3 separate regions of the Gossypium hirsutum genome follow, and regions 2 and 3 are each linked to region 1. Evidence: chromatin contacts called from public Hi-C data. All regions are on one chromosome and are shown on one strand. Each heading gives the region's core, a stretch centred on a gene start, on an enhancer-like site or on the middle of the called end of the contact. The rest is flanking DNA. Distances are from core to core; before and after follow the strand shown.

Region 1 (3,608 bases), core at 298-2,797:
TATTATTTAAAGTTCAAATATATTATTGTTAAATAGTTTGTTATTCCTCTATGTATGTATAGGTTGGTATTGTTTGACAAAGGGATATGAATAAAAACCTTCTCTAAATTACTTTCTGTTTCTCTCATTCCATATAATATTAGTTGCCTATCTCAAAAGAGGTTAGGTTTCGATTCCAATGGCTATTGACAATTCTTTTTCCAACCCTCTTGACCCCAACAATCCCCTCACCATAGTCACAATCCAGAACTCTATCAAACTCAACTTCACCAACTATATTTCCTGGAAAATCCAAATAGAATCCATCCTCATAGGCTATGAACTCTTCAAATTCATTGATGGCACACATCCCTGTCCACCAAAAACTACCAATAACACAACCTCCATCAATCCGGCATATCAGACATGGCTACAGCAAGACAAACTCTTGTTTGGTGCATTAGTTGGCACCATCTCCCAAAACCTTGTACCTCTAGTCTTACGGTGCATAACCTCAGTTGAAACTTGGACGGTTCTCGCCAGCACTTATGCTCGTCCATCTCGTGGTCATATCAAACAAATCAAAGATAATCTCAAAAAAATTTCCAAAGGCTCCCAAACTATCACGGACTAGATGCAAGCTATTAAAATCTAAGCCGATGAGCTTGCTACTCTTGGTAAACCATTAGATGTAGAGGATCTTATTGAAAAAGTCCTAGAAGGGCTTGATGACACCTTCCAACCAATTATCGATGCTGTCAATAGTCCCAATACTGCCATCATCTTTGATGAGTTTCATGAGAAACTAATCAACAGAGAGCTCGCCTTACACAACTCCTTCTAAAGTGTATCAGTCACCGCCTACTCAACTCACACTCAACGCTCCAATCAATGGTTTTACCGGTCTCCTACGCCATCTGCATCTCAACAATACAATAGACCTATGCATCCTTTTTTAGGAAAATGTAAGTGGTGCCGAACTCAGGGGCATGTTGTCACTCAGTGCTCTCTCTTTTGTCAATAGTTTCCGAATGCAGCTGCACCTCCACGTCAGGTGAATTCGTCTATATCTCGTATGCCTCCACTATGGAAACCTCAAGCTCATGTAGCTACCTCTAATTTCTCATCCTCTGATCCCTGGCTATTAGACAGTGGTGCTACATACCACATCACAACCGATCTGCGAAATCTATCTGTTCACAATCCCTACACTAGCTCGGATGAAGTAATGATTGGTAATGGCTCTGGCGTTGCTATTACTTACTCTGGTTCTACTACTCTTCCCACTCCTTTCCACTCATTTACTTTATCTAATGTCCTCTGTGCTCCTTGTAATAGGCCCATTTCGCCCGAGCCCATACAAGAACCAAAAAACCAAAATATAAAAAATAGTAAAAATAAAATAAGGTCTAATGTCTATTTACATTTATAACCCAAATAAATCCCTAAATCCAATAATAAATTTAACCTAAAAAATCTAACCCAATTAACCCCAAACAACCCAACACCTAAATTAGCCCAAAAATTAAATATTCCCCAAACCCTAATCAGCCGCCTCGTGCCGCAGCCCTAGTCTCCATGCTCCACAATGGCTTCCACGCGCGCTACACTGCACGCCTACGAACGGCCCTTCCTTCCGTACGACCATCACCACAATGGAACCTGCGACAAGAAATAACAGAAATAATAACAGAAAAAATCAGCCAGCAAATGACAGCAAAAATTAGAGTTTTTTCTCGTTATATTTTTCTTTTATTTATTCTGTATATTGGCTATAAAAGGCTAGGATTACACTGTAAAAGGGATTATGCATACAAATCTCACAAAAAGTTTGAATAGAAAAAGAAAAGCAGTTTCCAAGAGGTGATTTTAAATCTCATTTTTTTCTTTTGATTTTGCGTCTATTTCTTCTTTAATCTTCATTATTGTAAGTAAAAAACAAATAAATAAAGGCGTAAATACTTATCTTCTTGAGGAGGCCTCGAAATCCTTGTTTGCTTCGTGGTAATCTAAGCTTAGATGAGGATTGAGGTTAAGCCTAGCAAAACTCTCAGATTCGTGATCGAACGGGGCCTGATTAGGCCTTTGCATGATGACCGTCGGCTGAATGTGAGAGAGATAGGAAGCTTAGGTTATTTGTTTTGATTTTGTTTAAAGGGATCAGGGGTCATTTTAGGGTTTTTTCTTGTGTTTTTTATGGAGTATACGAAACGGTGCCGTTTAGGGGGAAGAAGATCTGCGCGTTGACCCATTTTGTGGACCAGATCTGCGCCTTTTTACCTTAAATGATCAATTTACGCGCGTGGTCCTATTACTTTGCTGAACCATATCGCGCCTTATTTATGTTTTCTTTGATACTTCTAGATTATCCCCGAAATTTGCGTGTTTACTCATTTTAGTCCATGTTTTAAACGTTTCGTTTTGGAATATTGGTCCATTTTCATTTTTAATCCTCGGTTATTTGTGTGCGTTTAATTTTGGTCCTTGATTCTGTTTTAACAATTTGATTTATTTATAAATTACTCTTCTAACTTTGTTTTTATTACGATTAAGTTTTTTTAGTTAGTGTCTTGTATTCTTTATGAATTATTTGTTATTCATTTTTTAAATATGTTATTCTTAATGTATTATTTTATTGATCTCACATTGTTTTAGTTTTTTTATTTATTTTCTTTTGTACATTTTTGAATTATTTTATTATATAATTCATTATCTTAAAATTTTCTCTATGTAATTTTATATTTAAAAGATTTATATAATATTTATCCTCATTTATTGATATTTATATATACATATACATAATTTATATTGAATTACTTATTTAAATCCTCTTTCGAAGATGTTCATATTTTCTTATTTTATGTATATATATTATTTATGTCTCTTAAATCCAATTTTGGTATTATATATTTTGTTTGTTTCAAATATTTTCCTTTATTATTATCCTTTTATATATGCATTGTTTATGTTAAGACTTTTACTTCATGTATATTAATTATTGTGGATGAATAAATCTTGTTTCAAATTATTTTGTACAATCATTAATTTCATATTACATAGTTAGTAGTTCATATACATTCTTTTAAATATTTTTATACGGAATCTATTTATCTTAAAACTTTCTAACATGTACAACATTGGTTTAAAAATTTATATTGACATCCATTACTATATTTATGAATATAATTTATATTATATCTTATCGATAAATTTTGGGGTTTAAATCGTTTTGTATAGTATTCTTTTCAAAGTTCTTCTTATAATACTTATTTTGAAATTCATTTATATGTTAAAGTGTATATATTATTTATTCTATATTTTTATTTATTTGATGATCTATTTCAAATTTTTGTGTGTATATACATATCCCTAGTTTTTATGTAAAATATTTCGAATTCTAGCATACGCTAGTTTTTATGATCTAATTATTTTATATTATTCCATATGTTATTGTTGCATGTTATTTATTCATTTTTTTGTATTATCATAACAATTGTTCTTCGTTCATGTTTGAAAATTTGGTCATATTTTTCTTGGATTAGTTTTATGTAATTGTTTGTTTTGTTAGTTGGTTAAATAATGTTATATTATCTTCATTAATCAAGTATTGTATTTTATGTGTACATATT
Region 2 (3,608 bases), core at 439-2,938, 230 kb after region 1:
CCCATGCGACCAGGAAGAGGTGCCATGGAACGGGGATCATCTTGAGATGGAGCAATAGGCTTGCCAAGTTCCCACTCTCCATGTGCAAAATGACATTTGTCACCGTACTTACAACCTTCAGGACCACTAAATTTGTTGCATAAGCGAGTTTTGACTTGGGAGCCAGATCCATGCGGGACTGCAGCTGTTGCTGTCACATTTCTAGAAGCCGGTGGAACAGCTGGTGCAAGGTTCATCATCTGGGCCACCGCATTGTAACCTCCAGGAACATAGTGCAGGAAATGGCAGCTCTCACCAAATTGACAACCAGCAGTACTGCAATTAAACCAACACAGGAATCAGCTAAATATAAACCATTAGAAGATGACATACATACACTTCACCGGTATAAGATGTCAAACCCGGAAATTCAGTAGGCCAGAAACCTAGCTAGTGCAAGCACAAAATAAATATATCAAGCGTAAACGCATAACAGCGAAAAGAACCAGACCACGCTAGTTCCCTGTCATGTTTTCTATTAGAGATTGCAATCACCGGATCAACAAAACAAACCACAAAACCTTCATCCAGAAAATAGTAAAACAAAATCAAACATGACAGAGCTCCAATGACATAATTTTCACAAAAACACATCATACCTGAATTTCATAATACTTCGATTTATAACTTACCATCGGACTCAATAACTGTACGAAGTTTTTACCATTTAATTCAATCTTAGGTACAGTTTATAAGTTGAAACAAATGAAACATCTTTGATATAATTTGCCTTTTTCACCAAGCAGATCTCTGTTAATCATTAACTTGATTATGATCAAACAACAGTAATGTACCTGTCATAGCTCAATACCCCACATTTGATTAGCAAAACCACAATTTTTTAACTATCAGTATTAGCTAATTTATAAAGTTAAATCCTTTACAGTATAAGCATTAGAAATGAATTATTAAAAAAAAACAGAATTTAAGTACAATATAAACTGAACAACACCAATATTTATTATTTAGGTGGGTATAAGAATTTTAACCTGAAAAATTTGGTGCAAGGCTTCGATTTGCTTCCTACACCAGTTGATAAAGATTCCATTTCTGTTGCACAACATTAATTAATTACTTTTTCTCTTTTATTGAAATTACCTCCAAAAAATTACACGTTATTAATTCTTCATTTGAGATGTTATTGAAATTTAATTACTAATAATTATATAATTAATTACTTCTATATTAACACTTGAACAAGCTGGTGAATATTAACAGGAACAAAGACCATTTATTAGAGTGAAAAAAGGAGGGGAGGGGCAAACCTGGCTTAGATTTCTTGATGCCGCCATTAGCATTGAACCCAGCTTCGCGTCTTCCTCTTTTACGAGTATCCATTTGAGAACTTTGCTTTTAATGAAAAATCACAGATCCATATCCAAAGGAAAAAGATACCAACAAAAAAATCAAACGACTGCAAGAGTTTCAGGAACCCTAAAAACCCAAGAAAGAGGAATGTAAAAACCCAGAGAGAGAAGGAAGAAGAAGAGTAACCCTAGCTTGGGAGAAGATGAGGAAGAGAAACAAAGCCAGAGAGTGGGAAAAAAGGTTGAAAGATAGAGATATTTAATAGCTAGTAGCTAGGGCTGATAATTCACGGCCATAATAATCCAAAAGAATCTTAGCCATTTTGAGATCCTTTTTGGGCTCTATTTCTAATCCAACTTCGATTAGGTCCAAATCAGCCTAACTTTCTTTATATCCATTCAAGTCCAGCCCCTAACTGCCATTTCCTCTTGGGTTAATTTTACTTGATACCCTCCAAACTATAAACTAATTTTTAAATTGGTTCCCTTACTTCAAAATGTTTCAATTTAATCCTTGAACTAAAGTATTTCTAGCCAATTAACTTTGGCATTAAATGTCAATTTGGATCTGATGTGATATTTTTTAATAAATATGGATTAATAATTAATATTTTTGATATGTTAGATTCAAGTTAACATTTAACGTCAAAAACTAATGACTAGACGGATAAAAGTAAAAAAATGAAACGACGATACAAAATGATAGTGCTATATATATATATAGAACTATTATCGACCCCTTGAAAAATTAAAATGAGCTAACTAAAGAATACTGAAGTAAGTATGGAATCGATTTAAACAATTTGGTTAAGTTGATTTTGGAAATTAACTCAACTGTAGGATCGGTTTATTTGATTATGTCAGTTGATTATTGAATTTCATAATCAAACAAGACTAAACCGACTTACTATTTAGCTAATATTTGTATTCAGTTTCGTTTATTGAACTCAACTTGTGACAACCTATACTTTTTGACAAATCTCACCACCATCATTTCTTTCATACTCAACCTTGAATTTTCATAATATTTTTTGAGCAATCATCTTTAAAAGAAAATGATTTAACAAAATAAAATATACAGTGTGAATGACGAAACTCCATGTTTAGAATTCCTTTGTTGGCATTGGCACTGTGAAAACTACAAAACTTTTAGGCTCCTTGCAAAGGGCTACCTTACAGGACTCATCTGAAGCAGCTTCTCCGCTTGATCCGGGAACAAAGTTATAAACAGATATGCACAGATGAGTACAGTTCCGAGCACAGCCGAAATCTTGCCTTGAATTGTCACCAAACCAGCTTTGCCAGCATCTTGCAACTCAGTTTTACCTACGGAATCAAATGTACCTGCAAAAAACAAGAACCATTTCATGTTTTTGTTCCTTGCATACATCACAAGCATGGTCATTACAACAGTACGCGGTTGATGCTTAACCTGGTTTTACAGTTTGAAGCCCTGATGTTATACATGCTATATTCTGGAAACCAGCTTGCTCCAATTTATTGGCAGCAGCAGTAGACCTTCACATTGAAAAAAGAAGTTCAGTTCCATCAATGATTACTCACATTGAGGCTAAAATGAAGATAAGGGCATCGAAATAAATTCAGACCATTCATCAGTTGAGTATATTCAATGCAGAATAGCCTTTAATCGGATCTAGAATGAATCAGATTCGGATGTATACTAATAAATCAGATTGCAAATCAAGCATATCCAGAGCATGGTAAGAACTAACCTCAGCCCCTCTTGACATACAAGTAACAATTTAGATTCGGGAGAAAACTGACTTTTCACGGACTGTACAAATTCAGGATTGAGTTTTGTAAATGGCAACCCAAAGAATAAGCCTGAAAAGTTATTGTGCAAAGTCCTCTTAACAATTGTGCCTGCACAAACAGAACAGATCAACATGTAAGTTATGTAGTACTTAAACTGAGAAATGAGCTGAGTTTATAAGGATTGGATATAGGAGGCTTCACCAGGATCATTGTCTGTGTTTTCAATGAAAAGGGGAACATGATAACATGATTTGATATGAGCTCGATCGAACTGAGATTTATCGCGGACGTCGAGAACGGCATAACCCTCAACAGCTATAAGTTTTTTGGCTTCTTCAGCATTTACAAAATTGACTTCAGCTCTAATGCTTAAGTTTCTTCTCCGGATAGGTGTGGCTCTTCCATAGTTGGTCTTTAATTCCAACCAGGTGTTCCTAGTGCTGAAATCTCATCTCAATTCATTACTTCCAATGTTCATATCTTCTT
Region 3 (3,608 bases), core at 762-3,261, 160 kb after region 1:
TTAACTCCCTACATGAAATATAACTACAATGACTAATAATTTAATTCTCACTTTAAACCCATTATTTAATTAATTAAATAATACTCAAAAATTAAATTAATTTCTAAATAATCTATTAACTTCTTAAGAAATGAATTTATTATAAAGAGTGGCTCATATAATTTATTTATCATACATCATTTTCATTATAGATTCAATCAATTCTTATTATGCAATAAAGATGAAATTACGATGAGTTAACAGAATGATCGATCGGGCATATATAATTGGAGTTTAAATAATTTATAATTAAGTTTTGACTATTTTTCTATTAGTTATAAAATTATTTAGTTAAGGAGTCAATCGAGTAAAAGTTATAATTAATATCCTTATTATATACCATCATGAAAGCTAATCCGTAATCCTTTTAGATTAAAACCGTTCACCTAATTCAATTCATTTTATCTTATGGTCGCGATTGTATCTTCCGTGATAAAAATTATTATTACTTACAATCAATAATGATTAATCATTCATCCTAGACAAATGACTCATGACCATGTTCCATTTTCACAATCCACACAATGTCAACGAGAGATATTATTTACTTTTTATTCAAGCTATGAATTCTACTTTTGTAAGTTATGTCATGCCATACAAAAGTCATGCACTCAATATACTCAACATTCTACTTGCCCAACATACAAACATGATCATTCATTTATTTAGAATTAATGTAAGTCAGACTATTAACATCATAAGTGAATAAATCCATAAATTTAACTTGAGTCTAGTAAAATGTATTCTCAATTTAGACTATTTCTAATAGTCATACTTACTCTGATAGTGAACCGTTTCGCTAATCAAACTTATAAACTACATAACAATATATTATTATTAGAACCATTTGTTAAATTTAATCCTACAAACTATTAATATAAACTTTCTAACATGTAAAACTAAATCAATGGAAAGCACCAACTTTCTTCGTATTTTAATTCAATTAATTATGATCGTGAATTGAATTTTTTAAAATGATTGGTTTTTTTTTTTAGAATTACAAAAAAAAAGATAAAGCCCTAATAATGATGCAATTAATATGAGTCAAACTCAAACTACGCACCAAAACATTTTATAGATATCAGTCAAAATGATTTTTTTTAAGTTTGAAAATTGGCATTTGCAACGAAATTTGGAGGTTGATTAGAAGAAGAGTTGGTCGTCTTTACTTATTTATAGATTAATGAAACACGTGAATCCAATAAAGGGGTCAATATATGGCATTAACAATGAAAAAGACCCCAACAATTACGCGTTGTTTTGGGGCGGCCAGCAATCAAAATTTGAATGTGTTGATGAAAGGAAAAGGATGCCTTTATTCTTTGTCAATCAAGTCCTTAATTTTAGATATATCCTTGCACTGCATATATTCCTTTTTTAAATGCCCATCATTAACCACAAAAGTGCAAACTCCCATCATAACAAATATTAATGAATGAGTGGATTTATTTTTTAAAATTCATTAATAATAATAGTTAATTGAGTCTTAGTTCGATTGACATGTATATTATTGTTAATACAGGAAAATGTGAGTTCAAATGTATTGAAGTGCATTATCATTCTATTTATATGTTGAGGAGAGACTATGAGTAATTTTAAAATATTTATATTTTAGTATTGTTTAAATTTATGTTGTGTAAATTTATATATGATTAAAGATGATATTTTCTTATTAAAAAGTATTGTTTATTTTAAAAACATTAAATGCCCAAATTAAGATTTATCTGGAAGTTACTTTTATAAAAGTTAAATTTTTCGTTGATTGAGTTTTAACTCGATTGATATTGATATTATTATTAGTATAGGAAGATATGAGTTTAAACGCGTTAAAATACTTATCTCTATTTAATAATTTTAGAAAATGTGAACACATTTGAAAAAAAAATTAGCTGTAATTCAAAAAGTTGGGGGGATCTTTTTAAAGTATTTTGATATCTTCTAATTTTATTGAAGGAGTATAAAATTACATCTTAAATTAAAGGGAAAAATGAAATAAAGCCTTTTTTCTTCCTAGTGGAATACAGGTGACAAATAACAAGTGGTTTCCTTAAAGTCATAGAATCTCAAACTTCACCAAAGTTGCATTAAATTTCTAGGAAGTTACACCATCTATCTTGTCTTCATCCCTGAAATTAACCAAATTCTTATCCCAGAAAAATTCCTCCATTAATTTTCAGTGCAATCTCTCTTGAGCTCACATGCTATATGGCAACTTTGCCGATAGTCGACCTGCTGCTTCTGGCAATCATAATCGTAGTTTCTTGCATTAAAGTGCAGTGTTTTGATTTCAAGTTTTCAGATTTCGAAGAAGAGAACAGAAAAGATTTGTTGCTGAGTAAGAATTCAACTATTTTCAGAGATGCCATCCAAATCACACCTGATCTTAATGGTGATATTAAAAACACACCAGGCAGGGCATTCTATGGGAAGAAATTCAAGCTGTGGAGCAAAAAGAAAGGAAAAATAGCATCTTTCAACACAACTTTCGTTATTAATATCAGTAACAAAGATTCACCAGAGGTTGGGGAAGGTTTAGCCTTTGTGCTAAGTGCAGATTCTAATGTCCCACAGGAGAGCTTCGGCCAATGGCTCGGCATAGTCAATGCAACCACCAATGGAACCTCTCGAGCTAGGATCGTCGGCGTGGAGTTCGACACTAGGAAGAGTTATGAAGAAGAACCTGACGGTAACCATGTTGGCTTGGATATTAATAGCTGTTATTCAATTGAACAGCAATCATTGAGTGGCTATGGGATTAACCTTTCCATGGGGGTCGATGTACGGGCCGTTGTTCAATACGATGGCAAAAACATGATTGTTTTCGTTTCTAATGGAAGCGAGACCCAAAGTAGTAATCCAGTATTATCAGTGCCTGTGGATCTCTCCTCGTTTCTTCCTGAAACTGTTCATGTGGGATTCTCAGCTTCAACTGGAAACTTCACAGAGTTGAACTGTGTAAGAGCTTGGGAATTCCATGGTGATGATGTTGGGGATGATTCAAATCTATTGTGGGTTTGGATTGTTATCCCAATTCTCGTTCTGGGTTTGATTTTGGGGCTTGGGATTTATTGGAGGAGGAGATCCAAAAAGGATGATTTGGAAAGAGGGTATGCAAATATAGAAGCTCATATTAAGAGCTCTACTGCTCCAAGAAGGTTTAAACTAAAAGAACTGAAAAGAGCAACAGGCAATTTTAATCACAAAAACAAGCTTGGGAAAGGTGGATTTGGGACAGTTTACAAAGGGGTTTGGAAAGAAAAAGAAATAGCTGTGAAAAGGGTGTCCAAGAAATCACATCAAGGTAACCAAGAATTCATAGCTGAGGTTACCACAATTGGTAACTTAAACCACAAGAATCTTGTGAAGCTAATTGGATGGTGCTATGAGAACCGAGAACTCCTCCTTGTGTATGAATACATGCCGAATGGAAGCCTTGATAAGTTCATATTCTATGATGAGAAAACAGGGAAAGGTGAATCAAATCAACCAAATCTCAGTTGGGAAACTAGGCTCATCATTATACAAGGGGTGGCTGAGGCACTTGATTATCTTCACAATGGGTGTGAGAA

What was found. A called contact is a pair of places that touch in the nucleus more often than the background predicts.
Region 2: a Hi-C map of leaf shows a contact between it and region 1, with 2.3 times the contacts expected there. The contact joins the promoter of LOC107922374 here to the enhancer-like site in region 1. A contact is called at or near these places in 3 of 34 Hi-C or Micro-C datasets (all in leaf).
Region 3: a Hi-C map of leaf shows a contact between it and region 1, with 2.0 times the contacts expected there. The contact joins the promoter of LOC107948287 here to the enhancer-like site in region 1. A contact is called at or near these places in 6 of 34 Hi-C or Micro-C datasets (callus and leaf).

What each region holds. Positions count from the first base shown.
Region 1 is chrA01:113,384,869-113,388,476 of Gossypium_hirsutum_v2.1, forward strand. No RefSeq gene overlaps it. Among protein-coding and RNA genes, the nearest start is that of LOC121208390, 9.9 kb to the right of the region's middle. Within about 2 kb of position 1,548, at least 9 of the 9 cell types and tissues checked have an H3K27ac peak or open chromatin away from gene starts, as enhancers often do. A contact at or near this core is called in leaf, where this site is marked.
Region 2 is chrA01:113,617,473-113,621,080 of Gossypium_hirsutum_v2.1, forward strand. LOC107922374 (zinc finger CCCH domain-containing protein 14) reads right to left here and starts at 1,689. Exons shown (of 3, transcript XM_016852375.2): 1 at 1,305-1,689; 2 at 1,029-1,089; 3 at 1-315. The coding sequence starts at 1,377. It overlaps LOC107921190 (rhodanese-like domain-containing protein 9, chloroplastic), which reads right to left. Exons shown (of 5, transcript XM_016851072.2): 2 at 3,324-3,562; 3 at 3,080-3,230; 4 at 2,779-2,864; 5 at 2,391-2,690. The coding sequence ends at 2,515.
Region 3 is chrA01:113,539,472-113,543,079 of Gossypium_hirsutum_v2.1, forward strand. It overlaps LOC107948287 (probable L-type lectin-domain containing receptor kinase S.5), which reads left to right and starts at 2,012. Exons shown (of 1, transcript XM_016882779.2): 1 at 2,012-3,608. The coding sequence starts at 2,245.